3 separate regions of the Zea mays genome follow, and regions 1 and 2 are each linked to region 3. The links are chromatin contacts, called in public Hi-C maps. All regions are on one chromosome and are shown on one strand. Each heading gives the region's core, a stretch centred on a gene start, on an enhancer-like site or on the middle of the called end of the contact. The rest is flanking DNA. Distances are from core to core; before and after follow the strand shown.

Region 1 (2,700 bases), core at 48-2,547, 250 kb before region 3:
CATAGACCTGAAGAGAGGTGAAGATTGAGATTGGGGAACTACGACGCTACATATAGACCTAATCCATCGAACTACGACGCTACCCCCACCCACCATGCTCCCTGACCGCGCTGTGGGCCCTGGCGAGGCAAGGCAACCTGAGCGAACCCCGGATACAAATACGCGGGGACGATGGGGGTAAGGGAAGGGGCGCCGAGGACCTGCCCGTAGGAGGGCAAGGATGGCGGGGTGTGCGGGCGGGCGCGGAGCGAGGATGGCACGGAGGGGAGAGGAGCGGGGGCATGGTGTCGCCCTGTGGATGGTGGGGGCGGGTGGGGCGAGGATGGCGGAGAGCGGACGGGGGCGAGAATGGTGGGGGCTGCCGCGGAGGTAATCCCTGGAACGACGCCCTTCCATCGATGCAGAGCGAGGCGAGGGCAAGGATGGCGGGGCGGGCGCGGAGGCATCCCTATAATTTCGTCCTTCCATCCACGGAGAGCAGGGCAGCAGGGACGTTGTCTTAGAGCATCTCCAATAGTTATGTAAACAACTCCCTAAATATGAATTTAAGAAGTTTTCCGGAAAAACTCTTCTCCAACAGTTATGTAAAGCAGGTCCTTAAATTTACAAACTCGCTACAAAATCCAATTTATCCCTATATTTACCAACCACGTTGGGACTCCCTAAATCAATGTTGGTTCTAAATCCACCGTGAAACCATATTTCGACCACTGTTTTGTGTCATCTCACCGTCCCGTTGAGCACAAATCTATCTCCGGTGCCATGTGTTGTCTTCATGCCGTTGTCGCGGTGACCTTCTGGTCTCCATCGACAACTTCGAACTTCCAAGACATTATGGAAGGTTGTTGATGTGCTAGCTCAATTAAAAATAGAAAGCATGCTCACTTTTTTTGTTGACGTGGATAATTTTAAAAATTAGCAACTAATAAATAGAGAACTGTTGGAGCACATATTTTTCTACTACTTAAAGTGATTTAGCAACTTCTTAAATCTATATTTTAGGGTGCTAAATTTACATAACTATTAGAGATGCTCTTACAGCCTTATAGAGTAGTAGGTGCTTTTCGAATAGAAATGAGCAGGAAATTCGGCCCTAGTGCGGAGTGCCTTGGTGGAAAACATTTCAAAAAAACAGATTTCTGCCATTAAAGAAAACGAAGATTCGAGTCCATGGCAGGCCAGCCCTCAAGCCTGCAGCTGGACCTGGGCTATATGTGAGAGAACAGCCGCTGTCTATTGCCTGTTGGGCCGAACTGGGCAGCGTGGAAAGGCTACGAAGAGCGGAGAGGCGCTCCATTGAAGCGGACGGCGACGAGCTCTGCATGCTGCGCTGCGCCCTTCTCACCGCCGCCAGCCCGCCAGAACGTCTCCTCCCCGTCTCTAGAGTGGCTCTTTCTTTCTCCGTCAAATGGCTCTCGCGTGCGCCTCTCACGCGTGCCGCTTTCTCCTCGCCGGCCAGGCGAGATCTTTCCACGCCCAGCCCTACCATGGTACGCCCTCCCCGACCTCCATAACAAATCCCGTGCTGCTTCTGCTTGCTTTTCGTGACTGGAGTCGGATCCTTCCTTCCCGGGTGCAGCCAAGGTCGGCGTGGTGGAGTTCCTGAACGGCGTCGGGAAAGGGGTGGAGGCGCACGCCGCGAAGCTGGAGGAGGCTGTGGGCGGCGACCTCCAGAGGCTCCTTGAGGCCCGCACGCTGCGGCTCAAGAAGCTCGGCATCCCCTGCAAGCATGTAAGGATTTGATTCCTCCTCTTGTGCCACTTGTAGTCTATAGTCCACAAGCGAGTTGCTGATGTGGTGACTTGTTTTCTTAGCGTTTCGTCGCATAAATGTTGGGATTGATTGTGTTTTGTCTGTATAAGGCTATGATGCTCCTGTACAAATATTGTATTGTTGCATCCAATCTGAATTTGTATGTTCTTGTCAAATATTAGTGAGGAGATTTGCTGCTGTGTTTTTTGGGTTGCTGACATATAAATTTCTTCTTTTCGTATAGTTAGGTTGCCTAAGATGTGATGCAATTTGCATGTTTATGGTTGAACTTAACATGCTTTTACGACAAATAGCCAAGCATAATTTCTAGTGATTATTTTGTTGGGGTGGTATCCCTTAGGTTTTATTATATCCTACATCTATCTAGTGGCCACAGAAGCTGAAAAAACTCTAATGAAAAACGAAGCTAATGGGATATGTTTCTTGTGAGAGAATTGTTTTTTTGGCTGGTTGCTGTTTTTTTCTCGAACACACAAGAGAACTGTGCATCGTTATATTAAGAAGAAAAGATGGTCCAACAATAGACCAGAAACAGAACAGTCCAAATACAAATCCTTACGGAGGCCAAAAAACAAGAGTACAAGAAAGGATTCATTAAAACAAGCTTAATCTTTCTACTACTGCCAACCGGAGTACCGGACTCAGGCTAGAACCTTGCCAAACCAGAAGCACCAGCAAAAGACCAACGAGTGGCATCATCATCGATGTACTGCAGGAGGTGGACACAAGGAGATGCCCTCTCAAAAACACAAGCGTTGCGATGTTTCCACAGCCACCGAGCAACCAAGATCACCACAGAATTGAAACCTTTTGGCTAGTTGGTGTTAAAAATACTAAAAACTAGGCCATACTTTTAGCTGCAGCCTATTAACCTGTCACTTTACAAGCTTGACTAGCCAACAAGATTACAATATCAGTACTGGTCTC
Region 2 (2,700 bases), core at 86-2,585, 170 kb after region 3:
ATGTTTCTACTACACTTGTAAATCTAGGATGCATAGAGAAAGATATCTTGCAGCATTTTCTGTTCTTAAAGTTTGGGAATGCAAAATTACGATGTCAACAGAATACAGCAATGCTCATGCAAGTCGTGGAAAGTTACCTGCTTTTGATGACGCTCCTCAGTTTTATATTTGAGGGGACCAACATGGATTTGGGGATCCTTTTCCAGATCTACTTCGACTAACTCCGATTCAAACCTATGTGTATGTGATGGAAGGCCAGATCGAAGCTGAACAAGATGCTTGCCCTTGGGCAAATCTCGGACTTCAAAGTAGTATGAAAGAGGAAGAGGAAGTACAGCTTCTACTCTAGAAGAGTCTGTTGCTGATCTGATTTCAACAGAGAGATGCGGATGTAACGTATCAATGCCATCTCCTTCCACATGGCCACTCAAGATTGTTACTTCGGGGCGTTCAAAAACCACAAAATCAATACCAGTCATGTCTTCATGACCAACCTAGAAATGCAAATGTTGTTAAGCATATAAACAATAAAAAGTTCCTCATTCATAAATCATAACTGAAAATATGATATGCTGCAAGCAGAATGTGCGATGGACTTCAATGCTTATGTTAGTCTTACATTAACTGACAAATATTCAGGTGAAGCACGCTCAACTGCTGCAAACTGAAGATTATCTTTTGCAGCCACTCTTATAGAGTAAGTCGATCCAGGCACAAGTCCTCTAAGACGAAATCTACCAAAAGAATCCGTGGTAGCTTCCTCATAAAAACCTGTGGATTCAGATCTTGCTTCAACAAAAACACCCTCCTTTGGTTGGCCAGTTAATAGTGTTACAGAACCCATGGCACTACATTGAAATATGATCAGAGTTAGTATCAAAAGATTGGCCAGCGACCACAATTAGGACTTAGTAATGCACATTCACAGCAGTAGTTTTCAAGCACCAGCATGGACCTTATCCTAACTGAATATTAAGAGTTTTGTGTGCACATGATGTGGGAACCATACAACAAAACTATAAAATAATAGTATGGGTTAAGCAAGGTATCCATAATTCAACATCATCAATCAGACACTAATGTGGGTGTAGTAACCTTTGTTGTTGGGTAGCTACTAGCTAGAATTGATCCTCCTATGAATCCATAATGGTGGAATATTTTAATAAGTACAGAAATTATAATTTAAAGAAAGTCTCCTTGTGGAGTCTATTAAGGCCCATATGGCCCATAGTTTTGCCTATATATATTCTACCAAGTCCTAAGGACTAAGTGCTCTTCCTCTAATCAAGGTTAGTAACATGATACAATAGGGTTAGGACCAAATCCCATTTTTCCCCCAGCCACAATCCATCACAACCTTCCTCTGCTCCGTCCGCATCGGACCCGCTAGGACCGCGCCCGTTGTCCAGACGCCCCGAACCGGACCGCTGGTGCGCGCTCGTCATTTGCGGACCCTTCCGTCTGCGACGCCCTCGTCCTAGGACCTCCTAGCCTACGCGCCACCCATGCCATCCAGGTCGGGATCTGCCCGCCTCGTCGCTGCTCGGGATCTGTCGCGTCTCCAGTCTGTGTCATCCAAGTTGGGACCCCTGCTCGCTTGGCCTGCTCAGGATCTGCCTTTTCGCTTGTCCAGATCTGCCCCAAACCAATCGAGCAGCTTCGAGGACCAGAGGTGCTGCTTCTTTTGAACAGTGAATTGGGTTTCGAATAAAGGATCAGGTCTTCTCTTCACTTTGCTGCGTGGTTTATCTTTTGGTGCCTGTCATCATGTCAGTCAATGCAATCGTGGTTAACATTATTCTGGACGGTCAGAACTACCCAGAGTGAGCCTTTTGTGTTCAGACTGGCCACTATTTTCTTTTTCACTTAACTGAAGACCAGCTGCTTTACGTGATGATCGTAGCAATGCCGCGGACGTTAAAACTTGGCAGATCAATGATGGCAAGGTGATGGCTGCCATGGTTAATAGCACTAAACCATCCATGATTAGGAGCATGTCCAAGTTCACCACTGCTAAAGCTATTTGGTCTCATTTGAAGGGTCGATTTGTTCAAGACAGTGGTGATTTCTTACACACTATTATGCAGCAAACACATGCTATTGAACAGAATGATATGACTATCGATGAGTCCTATTCTGCTTTTGATCGTTCTATGAGTTCTTTGATATCTACGGTGCCATCCTATGTAACTAATCCATGTCCGACTAATCAGTTTATTGAAAAGTCTTTTACATAAAAATTTGTTATGGGGGTTTAGGCTGAATATGACTCTCTTTGTGCACGGCTGCTCCACAGTTCTGATACTCTCACAATGGCAAAGGCATTGTCTGATCTAATTGCTGAAGAGACTCGCCTCAAATCCTTGCCTTCTACTACCGATTCTAGCTCTCACAGTGTGTTGGGCTGTTGGCTACTGCTAAGCAGTCCTATGTAGCAAGGAGTTCTTCCCTACCTTGTGAGCATTGCAAGAAGAACACTCATCGGTCTAAAAATTGTTTCGTTAAATTTCCAGAGAAGTTGGCTAATTTACGTGCACGACGGGTAGCTCGTAGTCGTGGCACAGGTTCTGCACCTAGAGGTTCAGCTGCTATTGCTTCTACTTCACCAGCTACAGCCACCATCATCTTGGGCTCTTGACTCAGGGGCCTCCTTTCATGTGACATCTGATCAGTCACAGTTAGTCTCTTCTACACCTATCA
Region 3 (2,700 bases), core at 57-2,556:
CCTATCAAAATATGACCGCATCCAAAATACAAAAGCATAAACAGGACACTGGATTCCAGGTGTGAGCTTGTCTTCCCAAATCCACTGTACACCAAATAAAACAGGAAGGTTGACAACCCGCAGAATACTGCTCAATATTCAGAAGCATTCCGTAAAGGAGATGAAATAAGAGCGAAAAATCGGATCTCAAGTACAACATACAGAATACTGCTCAACATCCAAAATGGACACCATAAAGAAGCCAAAATCGTAGCAGAAAATCAGATCTCAAGTACAACCCACCAGCACATTGTATTGGCATCATTGCCCCACTAATTCAACCATTCTTCAATGCCAAGATCAAGCAAATTATAGGCTACAACATCCGAGTCATCCAAAAATCTTTGTTTCTCGAGCATCCGAGTCCAATATTGGTATCACTACAATTCCTGCTGTCCAAATCTCATTTTCTTTTTCTTGCTAATAACGTGCGAGTCATTGAGTTAAAATCCACAGTATTGTTAAGTGATAACGTTACCATTCCCAGGAGATCATAGACATCACATGGAAACGAGTCAAACGATCATTAACAACGGACTAAGCCAGAATGAGTATCGAAGTTAACTTCCCGAACACGGCAAATTTAAACCCTCGCTAATTGCCGCTGCCAAAGCCACCAAACCCAACACTACCAGACCGCTAGATCCCCTCAGATCAGTACAAAAAACCGCACTGGGAAGTCCAAATAATCAGTACCCAACAAAACCCTACGACTCCTCGCACCAACTGGCAGCAATCGGACCAAACTCGCGCCATGGGATCATTTCCCGGCCAAATTCAGATCACAAGCAGCATGCATGCAGCCCATTCCCACTCGAACCCACTAAATCACACGCGAGGCGCGAGATCCACGCGCGATCCCGACAGCAGCGGCGCACGCGGATCCTCAGATCCGCGGCCCCAGCGATCCGGGCCGCCGAGCGTTCGGCCTAATGCCACAGAGAGGGAGAACGACAGCAGAAGCAGCGGGGGAGTGTGCATGCTGTGGGTGTTGAAGCTGCGAACCTTCCGGAGCGGGGGCGCGGCAGAGGCAGCCGGAGGAGGGGGGACGCGGGAGCGGGATTTCGCCGGGAGATCACTGGTGCGTCGCTGGGACTGGCGGAGCAGAGCTGGGCGGAAGCAGAGGAATTTATAGTAGCGGTGGAGAAATGGAGGATGCGGGGCCGGTGAGGAGTAGGCGAGGCGAGCGACGCGCTGCCCATCTACCCACGAGCCCTTCGCCCGCCCCACTCCGCTGCGAGGACTGTCTGGACAAGGTCCATGAACCGTAGGAACGGACTTGTGGCCTGTGGGTGTCGTTTCAAAGCCAACTCCAACAGACTCCCTCTCCGTATCCGTATTTAGCACGGCCAATAGTTTCTCTCTCCTCTCCGTATCTGTCTCCATTTCCAGCAGACTCCATATTTGCACTCCGCATGCAGTCTATGACAGCTGGGGCCCGCGAGCAGCCGCGAGCGCATGCAGTCAGCTGCGGAGAGGAGAGAGAAACCGTGGAAAAGGGGAGTGCAGGTACAGGGCGTGTGTTTTAGGGAGACGGATGCGGAGACTGCTGGACTGATGAATAGTGTGCTCCGTTGTGCAAAAAAGGGATACGGAGCCGCATACGGAGTGCTGCTGGAGTTGGTCTTAGTATTTAGGACTCCGTATTTGTCAAATGTACTTTTGGTTGTAGGCTGGCACGTGTTTGAAAATGCGCATGCTCATTAAAGAATTTATCATTTCCAAACTTGCAGCGGTATGTATTAACTAGGCGTATAATGTTTGGTTCTCTGCATCCTGCCAGACCAAGCTCTGGTGATATAATGCATGCGTGATTGGATGCATGGTTTAACCCTCGGGCCTTGTGACGTAATTAGGTCGAGCTAATTTGTCTCGACTCCCTAACAAACTAAGTTAGAATGTTAGCTCAGCTAATGAAAAATCCAAACGATCCGATACAAACCGACCACGAATCAAGTGAGACGATAAGTCACGAGCATTTTGTCCAACCAGGGGCGGACCCAGCCCAAAATCTGAGTGGGGGCCCAACTACTGAGTGAGGGCCTAAATACAAGCTTACTATCTAATGGCCTTTTATATCTACAGTAATTAAGATAAAAAGTTCATTGGAACCAGAAATTTGAGTGGGGGCCTGTGCCCCCACTGGCCACAACGTAGGTCCGCCCCTGTGTCCAACCCTACACGTAATGCAAAGGCAATTCTCTGGCACCGTGGCATGAAAAAATTTCTTGGTTCCTCCAGCGCATGATGGCTCCCACGGTGCAAATCGATGCATGTACTTACACGTCGTGTGGGGACAAACTATGTTTGTATATAGGTAACTAAATAAAATCTTTGAGCAACCTGGGTGCTGTTTGGTTCCCAAAATATAACGTAAATGGTAACGGTAACGGTTTACATTTGATTACCAGTGGTAACACGATTGAATAGGCTGGTATCAATTTTTAGTGTGATATTCGATTACGATTAGACTTAAACAAACATGATTTAACGTTATTTGTTGCCGATTACATTACAAATATGTGAACCAAACAACACCCTGGTTTTATGAGTATCATAACCAGACACCATCTATGGCATGTGGTCGACCTAGCTACTAAAAACGCTTGGCTCGTCCGAGAAGAAAACTAAACAGGCCCAAAAAGGAGTTTGGCAATGGAT

What was found. Hi-C and Micro-C count contacts between places; a contact is called where the count stands out from the background.
Region 1: a Hi-C map of endosperm shows a contact between it and region 3, with 4 times the contacts expected there. The contact joins the promoter of LOC100277329 here to the promoter of LOC103635086 in region 3. A contact is called at or near these places in 6 of 25 Hi-C or Micro-C datasets (ear, endosperm, leaf and 2 more).
Region 2: a contact with region 3 is called in a Hi-C map of endosperm, with 3 times the contacts expected there. The contact joins the enhancer-like site here to the promoter of LOC103635086 in region 3. A contact is called at or near these places in 17 of 25 Hi-C or Micro-C datasets (bundle sheath, ear, endosperm and 4 more) and 2 of 3 datasets of contacts at active chromatin or transcription factors (leaf and seedling).

Annotation. Positions count from the first base shown.
Region 1 is chr8:38,660,545-38,663,244 of Zm-B73-REFERENCE-NAM-5.0, reverse strand. LOC100277329 reads left to right here and starts at 1,297. Exons shown (of 3, transcript NM_001150924.2): 1 at 1,297-1,490; 2 at 1,580-1,731. The coding sequence starts at 1,409.
Region 2 is chr8:38,245,781-38,248,480 of Zm-B73-REFERENCE-NAM-5.0, reverse strand. LOC100384763 reads right to left here. Exons shown (of 27, transcript NM_001362469.1): 24 at 620-848; 25 at 138-494. Among protein-coding and RNA genes, the nearest start is that of LOC100384763, 17 kb to the right of the region's middle. Within about 2 kb of position 1,335, at least 2 of the 20 cell types and tissues checked have an H3K27ac peak or open chromatin away from gene starts, as enhancers often do. A contact at or near this core is called in endosperm and root tip, where this site is marked.
Region 3 is chr8:38,414,717-38,417,416 of Zm-B73-REFERENCE-NAM-5.0, reverse strand. LOC103635086 (ATP-citrate synthase beta chain protein 1) reads right to left here and starts at 1,306. Exons shown (of 17, transcript XM_020542379.2): 1 at 1,045-1,306.